Linked DNA regions of Gossypium hirsutum: region 2 is linked to region 1. A link is a contact called in public Hi-C data. All regions are on one chromosome and are shown on one strand. Each heading gives the region's core, a stretch centred on a gene start, on an enhancer-like site or on the middle of the called end of the contact. The rest is flanking DNA. Distances are from core to core; before and after follow the strand shown.

What was found. Hi-C and Micro-C count contacts between places; a contact is called where the count stands out from the background.
Region 2: a contact with region 1 is called in a Hi-C map of leaf, with 2.8 times the contacts expected there. The contact joins the promoter of LOC107947797 here to the promoter of LOC107933744 in region 1. A contact is called at or near these places in 2 of 34 Hi-C or Micro-C datasets (both in leaf).

Annotation. Positions count from the first base shown.
Region 1 is chrA04:68,741,113-68,745,214 of Gossypium_hirsutum_v2.1, forward strand. It overlaps LOC107933744 (DNA-binding protein S1FA), which reads left to right and starts at 2,304. Exons shown (of 2, transcript XM_016866032.2): 1 at 2,304-2,513; 2 at 3,328-3,720. The coding sequence starts at 2,484. The coding sequence ends at 3,546. LOC107933753 (L-type lectin-domain containing receptor kinase VIII.1) reads left to right here. Exons shown (of 1, transcript XM_016866043.2): 1 at 1-1,334. The coding sequence ends at 1,044. LOC107933735 (cell number regulator 8) reads right to left here. Exons shown (of 3, transcript XM_016866023.2): 3 at 4,069-4,102.
Region 2 is chrA04:69,127,100-69,131,633 of Gossypium_hirsutum_v2.1, forward strand. LOC107947797 (interactor of constitutive active ROPs 2, chloroplastic) reads left to right here and starts at 3,084. Exons shown (of 4, transcript XM_041111093.1): 1 at 3,084-3,381; 2 at 4,410-4,493. The coding sequence starts at 4,474.

The DNA.
Region 1 (4,102 bases), core at 1,054-3,553:
ATCAAAATGCCAAAAGAGTTCAGATACAAAGAGCTGAAAGCAGCTACGAGATGCTTCGATGCTAATAGAATTATCGGTCACGGTGCTTTTGGGACTGTCTATAAAGGCATTTTACCGGATAATGGCGACATTGTGGCTGTTAAGAGATGTAGTCATACTAGTCAAGGCAAGAATGAGTTTTTATCTGAGTTGTCAATAATTGGGACCCTTAGGCATCGAAATCTTGTAATGTTGCAAGGATGGTGCCATGAGAAAGGTGAAATTTTATTAGTTTATGATTTAATGCCTAATGGGAGTCTGGATAAAGCATTATTTGAAGCCAGAACGCCATTACCATGGGCTCATAGGCAGAAAATTTTGTTAGGAGTTGCCTCTGCTTTGGCCTATTTGCATCAAGAGTGTGATCACCAGATTATTCATAGAGACGTTAAGACCAGCAACATAATGCTGGATGAAGGGTTCAACGCAAAGCTAGGCGATTTTGGTTTAGCAAGGCAAATTGAGCATGATAAATCGCCTGATGCCACGGTAGCTGCCGGCACAATGGGATATTTGGCTCCCGAATATCTTCAAACTGGGAGAGCGACCGAGAAAACGGATGTGTTTAGCTATGGAGCTGTGGTTCTAGAGGTCGCTAGTGGAAGAAGACCAATCGAGAGAAATGCCAATGCAGCTGCAAAAGTTGGAGCTAATGGGAATTTGGTGGAATGGGTTTGGAGTTTGCGTAGAGAAGGGAGATTGTTAGCTGCAGCTGATGCCACGCTGGAAGGTGATTTCGATGAGGGTGAGATGAGGAGGGTCCTCCTGGTGGGGTTAGCATGTTCACACCCTGATCCACTGGCTAGACCCACAATGAGAGGAGTGGTCCAAATGCTGGTGGGGGAAGCCCAGGTTCCAATTGTTCCAAAAGCTAAACCCTCAATGAGTTTCAGCACCTCTCATCTATTGTTGAGCTTGCAGGACAGTGTATCTGACTGCAACGATATGATAAACTTCTTCAGTTCCTCGTCAGAAAATAGCCACATTGGTCAGGACCTTGTCTAACAAATAATAAAAGGGCTGAGGTTCCCAATAACATGTAAAAGCACAAGTTTTAGGGGATTGGGGACAAAGAAAAATGGTGGGGGGAGTGATTGAAGGTTGCCTAGTTGATTCCACAAGCAATCCCCATTGTCAAAGGGCAGACATGGGAGTTTGAGTAGACACTTGGTAAAGTAGAGTGAAAAATGTTTCATATTTATTATTTTATTTTATTTTTAATTAAGAAACTTTATTGAGTGGCGGTTGGTGATGGATCAAAGCAATGAAGGAAAGAATCATCATTTTTTATAAAATTGTTTAATTGGGTAATAAGGAAAATGAGTAAGCAATTACATGGAGTGGGTTGTTTGGGAGAAAAGTATGTACTAAACTTGATTCTAAACTTACTTCTGATTACTTCTTTTTTAAAGACTTTTATTCAGAAGCACGTCTCTTTTTGTATCTTCTCAATGCTTGGGAAAGTAGGATTAGGCTGGCTTTTCATTATATCAATCTTAATGTTTTAAAAGGAGGATGGGGTTTAGGACAAAACAGAAAAAGTCAAAGCTGCCCACAATACCCACAACCAGTTGCTGGATTAAGCATCTCTTAATACTAACTAGTACTATTGTCTTTTTTCAAGTCCCTGTCTGATGAGATATGTACATTCTTTCTGTTAGAGGCAATTATTTTTTTTTAAATCACCTTATAATAAATAAAAAAAATTAAACATTTTTTATTTTACTGACATGACATACACATAAATTGTTAGGTGGACGACACATCAGCATTTAATTAAATTTTTAAATTTTAAAATATTTATTTAAAAAAGTGTAAAAATATAATTTTTTAAAAATTAAAAAAAAATCAATTGAATGCGTAGGTGGCATATGCCACATTAGCATAATGCACAAACGTCAACTTTTTCATAATTTTTGGGTTGTCAAGTTTTAAGAGCTAAAAAATACGAAAAAAATAGAAACTTAAAATAATTTTTTTATAAAATAAGATCATTATGGCTTAAAATAACGATGAGATATTTTGATGTAAAAGCAATAATTTATATATTACTAGAATAATTGAAACAGTAAGATGAACTTAATTAAATAAAAATAATTATAAAATAATTTTGTAAATGTGTGGGTTTAGAAAATTATTATGTTTGATTAAATAAACATCTTTTTATTTGTAATAGGTACTCTGCCATGATAAATAATCCTAAAAACAATAAAAGTAAAAGTAACCCTCCAAGTCCCATAAAACTCACTGGATTTTACCCAATTCACTGGGCAATGTTACTATCTGGGTTCAAAGTCCAATTATCAGTTGGATCCATTAAACTGCCAAATGAATATCCGAATTCGTTTGATTACCAGAAACCGGTTTTTGTTTTTGTTACTTTGGTTCCCAACTTGTGCTAGTGAGGAGCTCCAACGTCGAGTTCGCACTTGGACTTGGCAGTAATGTCAGACGAGTTCGAGTTCGCCGATAAGGTCCATCTCTGCTTTGATCGCTTGGTTTTTCTCCCCTTAAATTTCAATGGCTTTTCAGTGAGATCCGTGCTAAATCAGTTCAAATTTAGAGATCTGGTTTTGTTTCCTTTGCTTATTACTTGTTACAGTTCCGATCTAGTGCAGTGGTGCTTTTTCAAATTAATTCCAATTTTTTTAGACTTTTTCTTGCTCTTTCTCATGCTTAATTAAGATACTGTTACTTGTTTATTTTTGCATGCAAACTTAACAAACTATCCTCTTTTTTTTTTCTTCTTCTCGATATTTTGATTGAAATAAAGCTGCAGCATCATTGAAACTATTAACACCATCTTTATGTGGGATTTGATCAGTCAATTTGGTTGGGTTCTTTTTGTTCATCCATACCTCTCCATAATTCTGACTGAAAAAACATAAAGGAACAGTGAAAGATGAAAGCTTTAGTTGACTGCCTGAAAAATCTTCACTCAGTTTGCGATACATCCTATAATTTCGTCAACAATCTACTTAAAACACAGACATAGGTATATGAGTCATCAGTATCCATGGATAAATTTCTGGGGTCTCAATGTAAACCTTGTGTGATCTCTTAAAATCTTGATGATAGATGTATATGTTTTGCAGAAATGTTTGTATGCACGTATACTTTATAGAATCTTTCATGTAGCAAGGATCTTTTGTAGTAGGGCTAAGTTTTCCTATTTGCTCTCTATGGCCTTTTGAAAAGATTAACAGGCTGAAGACAAGTATTGAGCAGCTAGTTGTGTTTAGTATAAAATTACATGCGTGATGATTTTAGTTTCTGCTAATGCAATAGGGAAACAAGATTATTTATGAAACTGAGGGCAAAGGATTCAATCCTGGCTTGATAGTTCTGCTGGTTGTTGGGGGGCTACTGCTGACATTTCTTGTTGGGAACTATGTACTTTACTCGTATGCACAGAAGACTCTTCCACCTAGAAAAAAGAAGCCAATATCAAAGAAGAAGATGAAGAAAGAGAGGCTGAAGCAAGGAGTTTCTGCACCAGGAGAATGAGGATTTCGAGGCCTCGTTTCCTCTGATCTGTATATCAAAATGGTTTGTTTACAATTTTCTTCCTGTTTTGTTTCCAGAGAGTTGTCTTGGTTGAACAAACATCTTAATCTCATATTTGGTAGACTAGGAAGTAAAATACTGATCTGTTTCATTAATTGCAGTTTATTTGTCTCATTTCTATTGCCCTCTTTATTTCCTTTTCATTTTCCATGTGAACTAATCGTAGGAACAAATCACCCCAAACAATGCCTACTTGTGTGTTCTTATACAGAAAGGACTCTCTTCCTATACATGTTCGAACTAAGATATAATCCTTTTATATATATATACGAGAAACCTGAAAACAATATATTAAGTATACTTGCATTAGATGAGTAACATGGATTCTATCAGTTAAATTCAACCCTATGAATCCAACATGAGTTCATTCAAGAACTAGGAGAAGTGAAAAAGAGAGAAAAAAAGTATTAACTGTGAATTGTGAAAGCACCAATTTCCTTTTAAGAAAAATGAGATAGAAAAGAAGTGTAATATTTACTATATTATACACATAAAA
Region 2 (4,534 bases), core at 1,834-4,333, 390 kb after region 1:
TACTACGTGTACCGGATAATTGGTCGCATGTGTAGTACTATGTGCAGGCTACTATGCGTACCAGATAACCTTGTCTACAAGTGTGAAAGTATGTGCAGGCAACTGAGTATCAGTTATTATTCCGAAGAGTTCAACGAGAAAATCGATTAAGTAAAAATACATGTGAACATGATTACATGATGAATAAGTGCAGGTATATGTTTATGAAAATTTTGAGCAATGTGCACGATATTTTGGTGAACTTCGATAAGACAAAATGGATTAAGTGAAATTATGTAAGAGTGAATTTTAGTAGTAAAACAGTGTTGGACAGCAGTAGTTGCGTGACTTTGAAAATTCACCAAAAATTGTGTAAGTTGAATTAAATTTCAAAAAATTATGTAATTAAATATTAATGAGTCTATTTTCATATAAAAGAAACAGGGGGAGCAAAAGAGTTATATATTATGTGATATTATAATTTTTGTGAGACAGTGTCAGAATGAATTAGAGATCCCCTGTTCTGACTTGGAAAAATTGTTAAAAATTGTAAAAAAAAATTATGAATTATAATTTACATGAATAGAATCTTGAATGAGTCTAATTTCAGGAGGAATGGACGGCAACATCATCCGAGTCCCGAAATATGAGATAAATATTTTTTAGTGAAGAGAGGTTAGAACTGTTAGACAGCAAAATAGAGGAAAATTTAATGAATAAACTGTACTAATTGGCTAAACCAAAAATTCTGGAAATTTTATGGAAGAAATATATATGAATCTAGTTTCAAGGAAAATTAACGAAACTAAATTTGGAGTTTTTTAGCTTCAGATATGAATGATTTAGTAACTGTAACTCGATAACACAGCTTAACCTGAACATGTGTAATTGTACAATTATAGTGTTTTATCTTGAAAAGCGTGGTAGTAATTGCTTATTATTTTCATATGAACTTACTAAGCGTAAAGCTTGCCCATCCTCTCCATTTCTTTAGTATTGGCAGGTCGGCTCAAGGTTGGAGATCGTCGGAGGCAAAATCACACTATCAAACTATCATTTTTGGGAGAATTAATTCAAATATTAGAAATATCAAGTGAGTGGCATGTATAGGAAGCTGGTTTGTGATATGTATTTTTATTATGATTTTGACTATACGTATCAGTCTGCATTGAATTATCGTATATGATCATGAGATGTGGTCCTTATCCATTATGGTTTATAAGTTTAATTAATCGTGCCATGTCCTATGTTTTGATGTAATGATATATTAACTTTGTTTGTTATGCATGTGTTCGCAAAGTTTTGAATTAAATGAAATTTTATGGCCCGGTTTTCATCTATGTGTATTGTTAAGTCTGGTAATGCCTCGTACTCTGTTTCGGCCTTGAATACGGGTAAGGGGTGTTACAACCTGTGTCATCTATGCATTGACAACTATAATTAGTTTATCATCTATGCATTGACGATCAAACTCATGAATCAAATGAAAATTTTATATTTGACTAGAGCTTCGTCTTATTGATTTTCTCACAACTTTTAATTATTGCTTTCTTTGCTAAGTTTAAATTAAGTTTTTCTATTTTCTATTTTTTTAAAAATTCCCTATCATCTTTATTTTGTTTATTTTTATTTAGGAAATAAAATTATCATTGGTCTTTATAGATTCGACTTTATTCACTATTGTTTTCTATAAGTTTATTTTTGAATAGAAATTGATTTTTGAACAATCCTACAAATTTTGCCTATTGCTAGGGACTGATATTAATAATTTTATTTCTTTTCATTATCCTTAGCATTCGATCATGATTGCATATTGACAATATTTGGAATTCAAATAGGAGTTTCCAAGTAGAGCGAATGAAACAAAAAAACTTTTTTTTTTTTCTTGAGAATCAAATTTCTGAACTAACCTCTTTTATCCGACAATTAGTTGCACCGATATATATTCCACATTTCAGAAAGACTCGTATGAATTTAGGAATACAATTGGAAGAAATCTCAATTAGTGGTAATGGAGATATGATCCATATTCTAATACATACAATCATGAATGGAAGGATACTTTACTTGAGTTGAAAATATCAAAATTGACCTAAAACAAAAAGAAAGTTATATATTTCAAGGCAATTTTTGATTGCATAAACCATACTAACAACTCCAATGTTTTTAAATTAAATGAAGATTGAAGTAAAGTCATAGCTAAAAATTACTACTTAATTATATTTGACTATTGTGGTTTGTTTGTACTTTGGGAGCAAGATAGAGATGCCAGTTTCTTATGGATGAATCAACTCTGTTTTTATATGCTTTGATTACAATTTACGACAAACATCAATTGATTAATTCTAGAGTTAAAACAAAAAAGAAGGCATATTCGAACACGGGAGTTAATTGAAAATATCGAAAAAAATTTCATATTTTGAGTTTATTGAATCGAGTTATTTAAATTATTCGAGTCAGTTCGAATAATTCGATTTCACACTTCAAATAATTCAAATAACAGATTGGTATAAATATCCTTTTAGTTATTATCAACTTTAAAAATAAGCAAATTAGTTTCTATCTCAACAAAATTACAAAAAATTAAATTAAATTAAATTTAAAATATTTATAAAAAATTCAAAATATATATTTAAAATTAAAAAATTTAAAATTTTAAAAAATTTCTAAAATAATAATTTTTATTTAATTAATTATTCAAATTTATCATATTCAATTCAAATATCTTAGTTTTTATTATTTTACTTTGAATATTTTTTAAATATATGTAATTTTAAATATATGTGTTAACCCATATAATAACTTGATAATCAATAGTATTTATCACCTCAAATATGATCTGAATTTAAATTTAATTTTTTTTAATTTAACTCAAATTTATTCACAGATTCAAATCTAGAAAGAAACTGAGTATGCAGATACTGTTAACCTTGGGTTGGGATTCGGGAGCCTCAACAGCACCAATCATAACGTAGCAGCAGTTGAGTGAGGAGAGGAGCGTCAAACAGCGCGTGAAAAAGGAGCGTGGTGCTTTAATCAATCACAATCTCCTGTATAGGTAAACGTCCCTATAAGCCAATAGCTTTTGCTTCCTCTTTCCCTTAACTGACATTCAACAAAAACAGTAAAACAAACAAAAGTAAGAAAATATATAAAAGAAAGCGAGCTTCTCAAAAAAAGAAGAAAATATAAGAAAGAGAGACTCGGCCTTAGGGAACCTGAGCAGTGAGCATTGATAGAGAAGAAAAAGAACCTCAGCTCCAAGAGAAGCTTTAACTTAACCAACCCTGTTTGGTTTTGGGTTTTCCAGGGTTCATTATTTCCAAGCCTTTTACATTTGTTCTTTTTCCTGAAAATATTAACTGAAGCTAGCTATCTCAAGGACTACCATCCATCCTTCAGGTAAAAACTAAAAATCCAGCTCTGTTTTCTCCTTATCCTTTCTGTTAAACATGTATGTTTCAGGTTATATTTCATTTTTCAGCAATGTAAATTTCTAGTGGTGTTCATGTTCCTTTAGTTCCTTCATCAGAAAAGATTGTTTCTAAATGTGTTTAAAAGTGAGTAGGTTTTGCTTTATGTTAACAATTATATCTATCTCTCTTGCTCTTCAGACCCTTTTTCCCTGCTTGCCTTTTTTATATATCCTTGAAACTATGTCTTCTTCAAGTTCATCTACTCCTTCATTAAGCATTGTTCATTTAATTCTTTCTTCCATGTTTTATTTTCAAAGTTATCAAGCAAAATTTGGGGAAGATAAACGAGATTTTCATGGAGTTATAGAGCTTTTTGGTCTTAAATTTGCAGGAGAAAATGGAAATATAGGAAAAAGTAGTTTTATTGGATTGGTTGAGTACACCCCACTGCCACATATTTTCATTAAGAGCATAATGTTTCAGTTTTTTGGTCCAATAAGTAATGTAAATAAACAAATTTTAATTCCAAACTGAGTACAAGCAGTCCCTCATGGATTATTAATTTACTTCGTTCATTTCTAGCTGGTCCTTTGTGGTTTCAATAATGTGGGTTCTTCTTTTTTGATCGTTGGTTTCAATAATGTGTTGTGTAGCATATCTTTCACTAGAGAGACAGAGTGAAAAGATGGTTTTTTTTTTTAAAATAATCTCATCATATTTGCTCTTTTTTAGACAATGCCTAGAACTATCCATAACCCCTCCTTAACTCATGATAATACACCTCAGCGCGCTCGAATCCACATATGGCAACTTTATTTTTCCTTTCATTTTAAATTAGGTCATTTTGGTTCTGGTTGGTAGTAGTGGAATTAGTTTCTGTGGAGTTTCTTCGAAGGAATTGTATTTGATTGTTTGTTGGTTAAGGCTTGATATACATTCCAGCTTGCACAACCTCTACATCTATAATATCAGAATCTACCCAATGTAGCTTCTCAATCCATGATTTCTTTGCAGCTTGTGTGGGTCAAGTCGGGTTTGAAGCAAGGCCCTTTTACCAGTTCAAGGGGATATATAAATCATGCAGACCCCAAAAGCAAGGTAAGATCCTCATTAGTTGCTCGGTATATTGTTAAACCCCT